Regions from separate parts of the Mus musculus genome. Here all the other regions are linked to region 1. A link is a contact called in public HiChIP or PLAC-seq and promoter capture Hi-C data. All regions are on one chromosome and are shown on one strand. Each heading gives the region's core, a stretch centred on a gene start, on an enhancer-like site or on the middle of the called end of the contact. The rest is flanking DNA. Distances are from core to core; before and after follow the strand shown.

The links. HiChIP or PLAC-seq counts read pairs in DNA pulled down with a chosen protein or histone mark. Capture Hi-C pulls out chosen DNA fragments and counts their contacts.
Region 2: a FOXA1 HiChIP or PLAC-seq map of pancreatic cancer cells shows a contact between it and region 1. The contact joins two enhancer-like sites. A contact is called at or near these places in 1 of 15 datasets of contacts at CTCF or cohesin (the NIH/3T3 cell line), 3 of 484 Hi-C or Micro-C datasets (bone marrow-derived macrophages, nephron progenitors and uterus), 10 of 115 datasets of contacts at active chromatin or transcription factors (bone marrow-derived macrophages, embryonic basal ganglia, embryonic midbrain and 4 more) and 2 of 9 other capture datasets (adipose tissue and pancreatic islet).
Region 3: a promoter capture Hi-C map of adipose tissue shows a contact between it and region 1. The contact joins two enhancer-like sites. A contact is called at or near these places in 3 of 484 Hi-C or Micro-C datasets (nephron progenitors and uterus), 4 of 115 datasets of contacts at active chromatin or transcription factors (bone marrow-derived macrophages, craniofacial prominence, large pre-B cells and 1 more) and 2 of 9 other capture datasets (adipose tissue and liver).

Annotation. Positions count from the first base shown.
Region 1 is chr13:109,258,168-109,262,742 of GRCm38.p6, forward strand. All of the region lies in intron 3 of Pde4d (phosphodiesterase 4D, cAMP specific), which reads left to right. Among named protein-coding and RNA genes, the nearest start is that of Mir582, 64 kb to the right of the region's middle. Within about 2 kb of position 2,219, at least 274 of the 459 cell types and tissues checked have an H3K27ac peak or open chromatin away from gene starts, as enhancers often do. A contact at or near this core is called in adipose tissue, bone marrow-derived macrophages, pancreatic cancer cells and 2 more, where this site is marked.
Region 2 is chr13:109,501,072-109,505,646 of GRCm38.p6, forward strand. All of the region lies in intron 3 of Pde4d (phosphodiesterase 4D, cAMP specific), which reads left to right. Among named protein-coding and RNA genes, the nearest start is that of Gm32703, 62 kb to the left of the region's middle. Within about 2 kb of position 1,935, at least 32 of the 459 cell types and tissues checked have an H3K27ac peak or open chromatin away from gene starts, as enhancers often do. A contact at or near this core is called in pancreatic cancer cells, pancreatic islet and uterus, where this site is marked.
Region 3 is chr13:109,444,064-109,448,638 of GRCm38.p6, forward strand. All of the region lies in intron 3 of Pde4d (phosphodiesterase 4D, cAMP specific), which reads left to right. Among named protein-coding and RNA genes, the nearest start is that of Gm32703, 5.3 kb to the left of the region's middle. Within about 2 kb of position 2,293, at least 27 of the 459 cell types and tissues checked have an H3K27ac peak or open chromatin away from gene starts, as enhancers often do. A contact at or near this core is called in adipose tissue and bone marrow-derived macrophages, where this site is marked.

The DNA.
Region 1 (4,575 bases), core at 969-3,468:
ATTTTGTCTAGTCCTTTTTCTGTAAAAAGTGTTGCCCTTGCTATCTGTCCTTAGAATTAAACTCCCTGAGGGCAAGGGCAGTGTCAAGCTATCCTTCATTCATATGCACACAGTGTGTGCACAGGTTTAGGGCCAGCTAGTAGGTTATGGACCATAATGGATTTTATAATAACTTTAGGACCTCATACTTTTGTGTCTTTAGGGTTTTCTTCATCACACATGCACATGGTTTTCAGCATATTTTTCTGTATCTGATGAGATGGTTTTCTGAGTATTCTGGTGTAATTTTCTAAGCATTGTTTTTTTTTTTAATTTAAATTAAAGTAAATTTCTTGAGGGCAAGCACTGTACAGCTATACAGCCATTTTATATAACTCTAGATGTAGATTTTTTTTGCTTCCCATCTTACTTTATATAAATAACTATATATGTATATAGTTATACACACACACACACATATATATACATATATATGCATGTGTGTATGTATACTTTCAAAATAATTATTATAGTCACCTGCAGCACATGTAAGTAGAATTAATATGCATAGATGTTTGATTTTTATTTCACTGAGAAATGTTGTCATTTAATGTTGCAGATTGTGAAAACCTTTTATATCCATAGCAGTGTTTCTAGGGGTGAATTAAGTAAAACAAAACAAAACAAAACTTAATTCTTCAAATTTCAATCTTTGGATGAAGTATTCAAATTAAACCATGGAATGTGTGTCCTAGTGAATTGTTACAGGCAAGATGGGTGGAGGTGAATTGTTACAGGAGAGATTGGTGGAGTAGCTGATCTTAGGTTTTGCTGAACAGAACTTCAGAGCATCTTTTCCGTATCTATAACATTTGAAAGTCAAAGACTTTACTTTTAAGGGGCAACAAGGCTGGGGAGAAGTATGGACACTTACAGTTAACAGAGACTATAGAACTGTTTCATACCGCCTCACAGCCCCCCATTCCCAAACATTGTATCTAATTATTTAACCCTCCATTTGGGGGGAGGGGGCTGGAGGTATTTTGTAGCTCCTCAAAGAGGTATTGTTTTTTCAAGTGTAAAATAATCTGAGATCCCCCAAAAGTCACCAGGGTGCTAGAGATAGCCCTGTGCCAGACTCCTGCTCTTTCCCACCATTCCAGGAGCCACACAACACAGAGAGTTAATCAGGTTTTATTGCTTGCTTCCTTGTATTAACATTTTCTTCATTTTAATTTACTCCCTTCCGGTAAGAAAATACTTTCTTTTCTTTATTTTAAATCTTCTCTAAATAAGTTTATTGAAGCTATATTTTCCACAAATTGAAATATTCTTTTAAAAGAAATTATGAAAGGCTTGATTTATTTTACCCTCTCGTGGCTGAATATCAATTAAACATAACATAATGTAACAATTGAAACCTTACTTCTTTCTTTTTTTTTTTTTTTTAACTATTTCTGTGAAAATAACCAGTTCCTTGCAGGAGGAGGCAAGTTTAACTACAAAGAGATTACAAACAAGTTTGTGGGTCTGAATAGTGTTGCTTGGTGCTTTGAAAGAACCATAATTAACAAGGTTGTAAAAGCCAACAGTCTCTGTTCACGTCCTTCCTGTGTAACGTTTTGAAACCTTTGGTTTGTCTCTGGAGGGGGGAGTATTCGCTTATGATTTGTCTCATAGGATACATCAGACTGAATTTAGAAGCAGGGAACCATTCCTTCTTGTCTAGCTACTGGATATTTATTCTTCCCTTATTAAAGGGGGAAAAAAAAGAATTAAGAAAGAAAAGGAAGGAAGGAAGGAAGGAAGGAAGAAGGAAGGAAGGAAGGAAGGAAGGAAGGAAGGAAGGAAGGAAGGAAAGAAAAGGAAAGGAAAGGAAAGGAAAGGAAAGAAAAGAAAAGAAAAGAAAAGAAAAGAAAAGAAAAGAAAAGAAAAGAAAAAAAAAGAAAAAACTAAAGCACTAGTAATTTTCTTTTATGAATGTAGACCATAGGGAGATAAATAGCCCCTGCCTGCCTGAGAGGAAGGTCAAGTTCCAAGTTTTTCTTTCCTTTACATTCAGGAATAAGCAAATGGAAAGGCAGGCCAAACAGAGGAGTAGCAGGCGTCTGATGGTTAAGCCCTCCCCCCAGGACTTTTTATGTACATAAGCAGGAGTCACTGGAGCAGCTGCGCCGCATTAGTTCCGATAGTTTAACAGGCTGCTCTGCAGGCTGACAAAAGCCGAGCTAGCGCGGTGGCTTCCCTCCATGTTCCCGAGCCTCCCGAGCTCTGCTCGTCAAGTGATCTTTGGCTGGGGCTGGGGGAGGAGGGTGACGTTGAACAGGCTTCGGCGGGGGAGTGTGCTCGCCTGGTCTACACCCAGCAGCCTGCACCGAGAGACTGAGGCAGGGGCGGAATGAACTAACAGCAGCTGGATCCGACCTGTTTCCCTGGACATTCCTCAGACTCCGGATCAAGGGACTCACTGGAAACAGGCCAGGCAACCACGTTGCCCTGGATTGTGGCCAACTGTACAAAGTTGACCAGGAAAATGGCTCAGCAGACGACAAGCCCGGACACCCTTACAGTCCCTGAAGTGGATAATCCGCATGTTCCAAACCCATGGCTCAATGAGGATCTTGTGAAATCCCTGCGGGAAAACCTGTTGCAGCACGAAAAGTCAAAGACAGCGAGGAAATCCGTTTCTCCCAAGCTCTCCCCGGTGATTTCTCCCAGGAATTCCCCCAGGCTCCTGCGCAGGATGCTTCTGAGTAGCAACATCCCCAAACAGCGCCGCTTCACAGTGGCACATACATGGTAAGGTCTGCACCGACCCCTGAAATGTTAGCCATACCGTATGGTTCAGTGATTTTTGCTCCTCCTGCAGCCTTGGGGGTGGGGAGGAAGATCTCTATTCCACTCCTGTGATTTATCGGAAGTAATCTACCTCCATAGTATGTCCCACCGATGCCCAAGTCAGGGCAGGAATCCTAGAGATAGGTAATAGGAGTGGTTGAGGTGGGTGGTTCTAAGAGCTCAGTCTCTATTGCAAGTTCCTACAAGAAAATTGGATTCCAGATGTCCAAAAGGAATGTAGGTTTGCTCCCATACCTAAGTAGTGGCGTTTCTTTGATTTCTTATGCTAATATCCCTACCAGGTTCTCCTAATTGGACCAGAACAGAGGGGAGGCTCCTCACACTTAGCGTCTCCTGAGTGATACTCCGTGCAAACAGAGATGCTCACAGTAGTGTGTACAGATGAGCCCCTCCCCCCCGCCCCCCAAACTGCCTCCAGCTTTATTGTGTTGATAATTTTCATCGTGCCTTTTCAGGGAAGAGGAAAGGGATTAGGAAGCCCGCAGGAAGTGATGGGCAACCCCTTGTTACTCTGATCTTGTTTTTCTTGAATTTGAATGCTTTGAATGTTTTGCACTTATATTTCCTTCATGAATATTTTATCATCTTTATAATGGGTGAGGTTATTTTATGCACTTGCTTCCATGTTTTGTTTGTTTTGTTTTGTTTTGTTTTTTCTGGAGGACTTTCAATATTTTCTTGCTCTTGAAAATATCAAATATTGAACTGAAGCCATGGGGCACCTTCCTCGGAGTTTCTGCCTAAGAATAGGCAGTTTAAGTCTTGTGTCTGCAGGTTCCTCTTCTGAGGTCTGTGGTACAGGGCTAGTTAACTTTAGCCACTCCAAGGCATTATACACGTACTATGTCTACATTTGGATAAAAATGAATGTAAAGTATGACATATTTTACATAACAAAAAGAGAGGAAGTGTGTGAGATGGGGAACTAACTCTATAATTTCTACAGAGTTTTCTTAACTTAGCCAGTGGGTCTGAGTTGAAAAAAATAAAAACAAAGCAAAACAGAAAGATGATGCAAGGAAGGACGCAGTCACAAGGGGAGCCCGATCTGAGTGACAAGCTTGTATTCAGTGACAGCACAGATAAAAGGCATGTCACACTCAAAGACACAGCCAACCCCAGAGTGTTCATTTTCAATAGCTAAACGGCTGACTAAGTAGGAGAACCTGTTGTCTTCTAGATTTTTAACTAGATGGCAAAGATTCAGTTCCATGGCACCTAGTAGTCATACAAGGGATAAGGCAAATGTTGGATTTTTCAGTGTTAATTTTTTATTTATTTATTTATTTATTTATTTTGGATCTGGAAAATGATGAGTGTTCCTCTGAGGAAGATGTCGTTGGATAATTTGTCAACAGTAAGCAGTGGATGAGAGAGAGGCAGGACAAACAGTGTATGATGCTGGGAAGGAAGGGGTTGGCTCAAGACCATGCACTAAGGACCAGGCAGGAAAGCCAGTTAAAGGTCTCATAGAAACAGAACCAGCCTTTGGGCAGCCTCTGTGCGCTTTAGAATTATATTCCCTAAGATTGTCTGCATTGCTGACAGGGTAGGCTTCACTCACCGCTTGATCTCAGACTACGTGAAGCAGCCTAGAGTTCATCTGAAGGTTATTGGAGCTTTTTGGACATGTTGGGTATACGGAAGGCAGGAAATCTCATGAAAACAGGCTTTCTTCTGAAATCCACTGCACTTCCTTTTCTGATGCTGTCTGGAAAGCCTCCAAGCACATGGTTT
Region 2 (4,575 bases), core at 685-3,184, 240 kb after region 1:
CATCTTTGTCTGTATATTATCTGGAAGATAAGTTCTTAAATTGGTAAGACAAAGGTTGCTTTGATTTTACAAACATCTCTGTGATAGTGAAAGATGGACCTGGCCCAGGTGCTGCATGGCAGTAAGGGCTCAAGGGGTTGAGGCTAAAGGAGCAGCAACTGAGCTTAGCCTACATTACTTAGACTGGGGAAGTGTGAAAAATGAGAATAAACAAAATATCTTCCAAACATGCAATGGCATCAAAACCAAGATAGAAAAAATAAGATGAGATTAAGCTGTAAGGACAGACCCCTGTTGCCACTCAAAAGAACTGTCAACTTCTAATTTTTCCCCACTTTGGCTCTGCAGAAAAGACAAGCTAGCTTTCTGAAATATGGTTAATGTTATAAATAAATAGATTTATGAGAGCTTCCCCTTCCCTGACTTTAAAAATAAAACTGAGAAGGGAAAGAAAAATTGCTGTGAAGCACACAGCTGTGTTTTAAACCATATCTTCTCGATTTCATGCCGTGTATCCAAACCCCCAAGCCAAGGTGAGCAAGGTTCAACTGTGAGCTATCCTGTCTGCATAACAGGCACTGTGAGTTCCTACAGAGAAACATCTAGAGACGTGTGGGCTTTAGCAGAACTGTTTCAATACTGAGATTGGCCATCAGCTCTTCATTGTCTCACTGTAGTTTGTGATGCAGCGAGTTCTGTTTCCTTCTTTAGACAGCACTTAAGTGGTGTTGTGAGAAACGGCTTTCTCTTCAAAGTGGGGAGAAGTCAGTTGTTCTGGAGCCCAAATTAGCCCAAGTTCCGAGTTAAAATGTGGCAACAATTTTATTAGGATTTTATAGTAATGGAACAAAGAAAGCCTTAAATCAGGACACTTTAAATACATTGGTGGAAACATCAGGTTAGGTGGTGGCTTACAGCACAGTCAGGGAGACCTCTGTGACAGATCTAATGACCGTCTTAGCATTTGGTCTCATGGAAGCTCGTCTATGAATACATTCAAAGCTTTCACCTAATGGTCGGCAGGTGTTAGGTAAGAAGGATGTGGCCGAGGAGCTGCTATTACAGGGCCTTAAATGCAGCCCTGAATGCACTGTCCTTCCACAAATGTTAAAGTTGTGTTCAGTTGATCAGCCTTGTAAGCAAGTCGATGCAAGCTGTGGCTTCTTTCTGGGAAATACAAATGTTTGTGACTCTAAGCTTGTTCTTTATAAAAGGAAGCATATATCAATATTCAAAATGCCAGCTCATTGAAGTGGATACGCAGGGTTGGTGGGGAGGTGGGGGGAGGAAAGAGTTCCTCTGGCCAAGTCCCTGACTTAACATTTCTAAAGCCAATTACCCAATTTATATATTTTACTTTTAGGGCTGATTTAATTATCAGCTCTTCAGCCAGGGACGGAGGAAAGGCTCCTGACAGATGTTCTGTTTTAAGGCCAAAAAGTTTCTTTAAACGATCATTCCTAGGAACCTTGGAAAGTCAATGTTGTCCTACCCCTAACTGTTTCTGTCCTGGGGGTCGTGGGGGGGAATCCCTACACAAGCTGACTAAAATCAACCCCCTGTAATAGTAGAACCCCCATCTGTACCATGAGGAAGTTCCCTGGCCCAAGGCTGTGGGACCCACAGGTATTTCAAGATCATCCTGAGGACGGTAAATATGATATGTAAGAAGCTAAAGCCCCAACACATGATAACATGTGTAAAGTAAGAATTGCTTTCAACTTTTTCTGCCTCTCTTAACAAGCATATGGTTTCTTTAAAGTACAGCTTCAGTACACTAAGGGTTACTCTGGTGACCCAAATAATTTAGTTAATGTTCAGCTTAAACATCTGACACATACCCAGAAGTCACCTGGCACTGGGAGATCGCCCTTCCCAGCTATGGGGTTATCATGTCTGTAAAGCAGTTCGCGGTGGAGCTGTTTGTGTGTGGCTAGCAACAGTCTCTAAGTCTCGAGTTTATGGGAGAACAAAGTGCACTCTGACGCCATGGCTTACATACAAGTGTTTACCGTGAGTCACAATGCTCGCTTGAAGTCTGCCCCTCAAATAAACATGCCTTAAGGTTAATTTCCTCACATTTCTTCATAATCTGAGTTCATGAACAAATGGAGTTATTATTATCACGTATGTGATAGCCATTCAATGGATTGATTCTTTTGCCTCTTGAGACAATGTCTTACCCTGTAGCACAGGCTAGCCCTGGATACATAGCAATGATTCACCTTCTCTCTCAGCCTTCTGCATTCTGGAACCACACTCAGGAGCCACAGTTTCTGATTTGTTTGTTTGTTTGTTTTCTTTACAAAACTGAACTGATCATCATGTTTATTTTATTTGACTTCTATTTGCAACATATTACATCTTGAAGTTTGTGAATTTGGGAGATCATGCAGTACTCAGGATCTTCTGAAGCCGAGTTTCCATTTCTTTTCATCTCAATGAAGGCTAGTTCCTAACTCAGTACTCTGTTTCATTCAAGATGCTCCTTATCTGGAATATAAATTAATGTTAAAACCTTTTTATCTTCTCAATTCACAACAGCTACCACCTTCATTTCTTAGCACTCATCAATAGTCAACAAAGTTTGACTGGCTAGCAAATACCTAAGACCTTAAAATCACTTACATTGTATATAATTGGGGGAAGGCATGTGCATCAAGTTTTTCTGCAGCAAAGAAATGGTAATGCCACAGGATCCAATATAAGTATACACTTATGGTCTTTCCACGCACACCCACCTATAAGCACACTTGTATATAGGTATACAAACACCATAGTCACACACAAGTAAAAGTATATGTGAAGTAAAACTATAGAAGTATAACTGTCCAGGTGGAAGGATGACGTATTAGGGATGGCACTGGGACAGGTAACTCTTCCAGAATTAACCTGGAAGTTAAGTGATTTGGGATGTTTGGTGTATGAAAGCTGAGTCCAGAAAAAAAGAGAGAGGGAGAGAGGGAGAGAGAGAGGGAGAGAGGGAAAGAGAGGGAGAGAGGGAGAGAGAGAAAGGATATAGAGTTGAGTGCTTACCCATGCACAGCAGCACCAGGGCTCTTCTGTTTAGCTAGTGGAGAACTCAGAGTAAGGTGACTTGTGTTGATACTTGAAGCCGTTAGTAGCCTGGACTCTAAATGAAGGCTAGAGAAATAGTAACTTAGATTAGTAAACAAATACAGTAACACAATAATTATTTAGTGTTGTGAACCTGGATTGAAAACAAAACAACACTTTCTGCTAAATACAGAGGGGGGAAAAAAACCTATTGACTATTGTCTACCTCCTGTCTCCTCACTTTACTAGGCTTGGGGTTTCTCTCTTATCAAGACGAGATCTGTCTGGTTTTATTTAGACTCGATGAGCCAGGTTTCCTCCACATCATACCAGGAGCATGCATCTGTAAGTGCAGGTGTCCACTCTGAGCAGTCCTCCTGCCCTGCCCCTACTCACAGGCTCACTGTTCTGTCTTCCTGTCCTAGTATCATGGTCTACTAGCAATAGAGATTTCTTTTTCTTTTTTTTTAAAGATATATTTATTTTATATATATGTGTGTGTGTGTGTGTATGTATATATATACATACATATACACACACACATACATATATATGAATCCACTGTAGCTGTCTTCAGACACACCAGAAGAGGGCATCAAATCTCATGAGCCACCATGTAGTTGCTGGGAATTGAACTCAGGACCTCTGGAAGAGCAGTCAGTGCTCTTTAACCACTGAACCATCTCTCCAGCCCCAAGATTTCTTTTTCAATAGCTATTTTTTAAATTTATTTATATGAGTACACTATAGCTATCTTCAGACACACCAGAAGAGGGCATCAGATCCCATTGCAGATGGTTCTGATCCACCATGTGGTTGCTGGGAATTGAACTCAGGACCTCTGGAAGAGCAGTCAGTGCTCTTTAACCGCTGAGCCATCTCTCCAGCCCCAATAGCTATTTTTTTATAATTTCTTTAGTTTTAGAATATCTATAGTTAGCTATACTTCACCCTCCTGAGGCCAGCATGTTTCTTTATTTCAGATGGACAAGGTCCTTGTGTTAACTACTTAGACTTATTCATTACACACAGCTTGTATTAAATACTAATGTGACACGCTACTCCGTCTACCTGTGCCATTCATTAGAATAATCACTTTCAATATGAAGTAACCTTTGAAAATGTAAATATAAAATTTTGGGAGGTATGTAAAAACAAATATTTGTGGGCTAGCTCAGTGGCAAGACACTTGCCTCTAAGCCCGATGACCTGAGGTTAGTCCACAGAATCTATAGGATGGACAGTGAGAACCAATTCCTGAAAGTTGTCTGGGAGAGAAGAGATTTCTTCAAGCTGTCCTCTGCCCTCTGTACATGTGTGGTGGCATGATCCCCCCTGCCCGGACCTATACCCCACACCCTATTCTAACCAAAGTCAATAAATACAGTAAAAATATAAGTTCTTTTGTATATGCGAAGGGAAAATCCCATGCATCTTTAAGGCAAAATACATGTACTTAGATGGCTGTTTATAAACAAATTTTTTAAATCTCATAAAAACAGAAAAATAAAATATTGG
Region 3 (4,575 bases), core at 1,043-3,542, 190 kb after region 1:
GTTCAACTCTGCAGTTTGGGGAGAAAATGCAAATTTGCTTATTCATGCTTCTGTCGTTCTATGAAAAAAAAAATGCATTCAAAAGAGGTATGGAGAAGTTGAGAGTTCTGAATGGTTTCTTTTGTGCCTGGAGCTAGGTAACCCTTCATCTATTTCACCTCACGCTGTGCCAATTTGTTATTGTTGTGAACAAACTGAGCCAGTGTGGATACCATGCTCTCTATGGCTATTTTCCCCTCGGCTCCTTAAAAGGCTTCAATATTGAGACATTTCACTCAAAGGAGGAAGGTGGTGGTTTTTTTCCAGGTGACCCATTTAGTGTGGGGTTGATTCTCACCTCCCCCAGTTGTTGTTGCTTTCCTGCAAGATAACTGTACTTTCCAGCACTGCAGTAAACAAGTCTTGGTGTTTGACAGGAATCATTCATTCCCTTTGCTCAAGAGCCCCTCTTGGATCCGTCTCCAGGCTCTTCAGTCTTCTTGTTTCAAAAGAAAAAGATTTAGGAAGACACTGTCTTTCTTCATCTTCACATGCCCCTCTGTTTCTTTGTGGAAGGACAGATCAGAAGATGGCAACAGACCAATGGCTGTGAACAACAAGCATTTTAAAGGAGCCATGGGCTTTGATTTCAGAAACCCTAGCTCTGGTCTAGGATAGCGCTAAGCCCTTTGGATAGGCAGGGTAGAGAGAAAGAGAGAGAGAGAGACGTGGTCTAGCATTTTTCTCTTTTGTTTTATGAGAGGCCAGGAAGAAACTGATGTGGAGCAGGTCTAGAGAAGTCTTCCGAAGTTTCTCGGGATCACTATCCAAATCGAAATTCTCATTATCCTTTCCTTAGCCTGGCATGTTGATTATCATGCAGTGCTATGACGAACTCACTGTTTCTTGGTTACAAGTTAAAGTTAATAAGTGGTTGGAATAGTTGGCTTAATAGAACACTCCCCTTGGGTGCTGGTAGGATAGTGTGAGGAATGTGTCTTTCTTGTTTGAAGCTACATTCGAAATATTCGCTGGAGGATTTTATTACAAAGGCGTCTTTCCATTACACATTTTAGCCTTTTTACTGCCTAGCTAAGCAAAGATAAGGGTTCTCCTGACAGAATAAACAAGCACTCTATGCCTTCGTGTTTTCTCCTGTCAAGTTATGAGAATACAATGGTAGCCTGGCAATTCAGAAATGGGTCTTCCATGGTCAAAGAAGGAATACACAGGTCAGCTTTCTAGGAATTTAAGTTCCACCCAGCAGCAATTAAGAAGACTCCTGAGAAGCCTCAATATACTCTGATGTTGAGTTACATGACAGAGTCTATCAAGAAGGGTAAATACTAACATGGGTTTGTAGTTTTTACATACACACATATATACACACACACATACATGATGAACTTTGCATAATATGATTTGTGAGAAATGTAAGATTTTATAAATCTGTACAAGATGCATAAAGTTGTGTTGAATGCAATGAAGACAGGTAGTTTCAAAGTTTAGGAGGGCATTCTATTTGAATTTCTTTGTACTCCCTTTGGAATGGGCTCAACTGACTTGGAGAATGGGGACTTACAGTAGTCAACAAACTCTGTTGAAAAAGGTTTTGGACTAGTAATTGTGGATAATGATTAATTATTTACTTATTTCATTTTCTAAGGACCAGATGTTTAAGTGCTTTGTAATAAACTGCTGTGGTGATGCTGACAGCTCATCTCTATTAAGAGGTGAAATGGGGTGATTATAACCCCTTAAATCAATATTGAGCCTGTTTTTCCTTTGAGGCTCCTGCACTTCTTTTGTTGGGCAATATGCTCCCAAGTATCAGCTCCCAAAGGCTGCAGTCTAGCAGACAGAGTTGGGTTATAACTCGATAGTCCAAATATGCGACTTATGAGCTAGCTCATTTCATTTTTTTTTTGATTGCTATATTTTCTTCATAGAATGGTGCAAAGTATAAATGACCATGTAATAGTGTAATTTGCATATGTTCAAAATTACACAGTATTTTAAACAATTAATCCAATGAATGAACATTTGAAGAAAGACAAATGGCTTGCTGTTTCACAAAGGGAAAGTATTTCTCTCTGGCCACTTTTTGTCTGAACTTTTAAATTGAAACTACAGAAACAAAACCTAGAAGTAACGTGTACAGACAGAGATCCGTTTTGAACAGTAAATGCTACTGATGTATGCACAGACCGTATTACGTCTTTTATAGAACAGCAGTATCATTCTCAGTCTGGTAAGCAAAATTCAGTCCGTATCTGCGCACTTTCTACGGCAGTTGCACAGCAGCTGACCTTCTTACAGTACTTTCTCTTCCTCTTTGTAACAGCTCTTCTCAGAAGACCAGACTCAAAGCTTGGGTCTAGATCCTGGTAGGACCAAAAAGTCTATTTGTAAACACTGGATAATAAACTTATGGCTGATAATTATGAGAGTTCTTCTTGTTCATCCATCAATCAAGCACAGTTGTAAATCCAGGCCATTGTAGGCAGAAGGTCAGGCTTAGACTAAGGTTGTTTTTAATTAGGAGAACTTCTGATTTTATTAAATATACCTTATTTGCCTCTTGGCTTTCTATTTTAATGTCTTTTATTGTCTCTAGTGATAGGATTCTTGAATTCTAAGTGATACCTTAGAACTTATAAGTGAAAATTAAATTCGATTACGAATATTTTGATTGAGAAGGAAATTTGCAACTAGAAATCCTAGTGTGTGCCCACAATGTACGCAAATTAAGCTTTAGTTTTTTAGGTCTCTCTCAGATTGTTAAAATTATGCATTCTCAACTACTGACTGTGGAAACAAAAGGAGAGAAAGAACGAAAGAAGAAAGAAAGAAACAAAAAGGAAAACAGAAAACCATAAGCCAATAATGTGGGCTATCTCATGTCTGTCACGTGCTTCACTACCCACCCTGCTCTTTCAGCTACGGCTATTGAATTGCTACTTTAATGCTGACGTCTTCAGCAGAGAGAAAATGTCTTCAACTCTGGGGTGGGGGAAAGGGATGTGGTTCAGAGTGCTAAAAACGAAAGAATAACTAATAGGAAAGTAACAATGATTTTCTCATTTGCCAGAGATTTAATTTTCCTTTTGTCTGTTTTAGCCCCTTACTCACTTTCTATCTTTCTTTACTCATATCACACAAAATTCGATGGTGTCTAACTTCACTCCAATCTTTTAGGCAATAGTTCAAAAATCCTTCTAAGCCATAAGTTAACTAGAGTGGTCTGATAATCACTTGATAGGCTATTAGATTGTGTCTCCTATGGTTTGAGAATTATCGCCCTATAAACATAGCAAAGACAACAGGTTAGGGATAGTGTCTTATAAAATTTGTACTGCATATATACATGGATACATGTGTATCTCTCTGTCTCTCTCTGTGTATGTATGTATATATATATATATATATATATATATATATATGTGTGTGTGTGTGTGTGTGTGTGTGTGTGTGTGTGTGTGTGTGTGTGTGTATGTAAGGTTGTATGTTTGTATGTATGTATTAGGGTTGAAAGATGAATAACCTGGATTATACATACAGGCTATATAAGACATGACAACTCCCAAGTATGTATCAGAGGGCAACAACACTGACCAAGCTCTCATGTCCATGCCCAGTGGGTTCATAATAGCAACATCATGTATGGTATATCTGTGTTTGGGGGAACAGTGAATGCTAAATTGTACCTGTGGAGACTGTCTCTTATCTTTTCAATATCTCTCTACTTTATGGTTTGAGACACGGTCTCTCCCTGAACCTAGAACTTGTGGTTTCAGCTAGGCTGGCTAACAAGTGAGTTGTCTGTCTTCCCAGCCCCCGACCAGTACCAAGGTTACAGAAATATACATACCATCATGTCTGGCCTTTACGTGGGCACTGGGAATTCTGAACTCTGGTCCTTACATGTGGACAGTAAGCACTTGATCCATTGAACCATCTCACTAGTCAACAGTGGCCTTCTGTTTTCACTGTCTTGACTCACTCTTTACAGAATGGAATGCTCAGAGCCTAAGGGACTTTCTCAAATGTCATGCTTTCTCAAGGTGACATTCTGCTGACACATGAAGCCGGTCTACTCTAGGTCTGGCCTTATGTCCAAGCTCAGTCTCCCTTTAACAAACCGTATTGGTTTTTGTTTGTAAAATGTGCCTCCATAATGCGTCCATGGGCCTTCTAGAAAACAGATTAACAAAATACCAGGAAAAAAATCATTAGCAAGTTGCATAAGTATGCCAGACAGCTGAGAATGTGAGTGGCCTTTCCTTGAAACAGCATTCGTTCATGTTGGCACTATGACCTGCACTTCCTCTACATCAGCAACTTTCTCTGTTTTCTCAGAATGAATAATGTTTGCAAGGAATTTGCCATGAACCGTGTTCCTGAACCATGCTCACCCATAGGGTTCTTTGGGGATTAGAAGAAAGTGGCTCTCTGGGCAGATGTATTAGGATAGTTGCCACATTTTAGGCTGACAAAGAAGAGCTACAACTGCAGGACATGCTAAATGTGCAAAGTGAAGTGCCCTCTATACTAGGCACAAAAGCAGTCAGCAGAGCATGGAAGGTCTGCTCAATC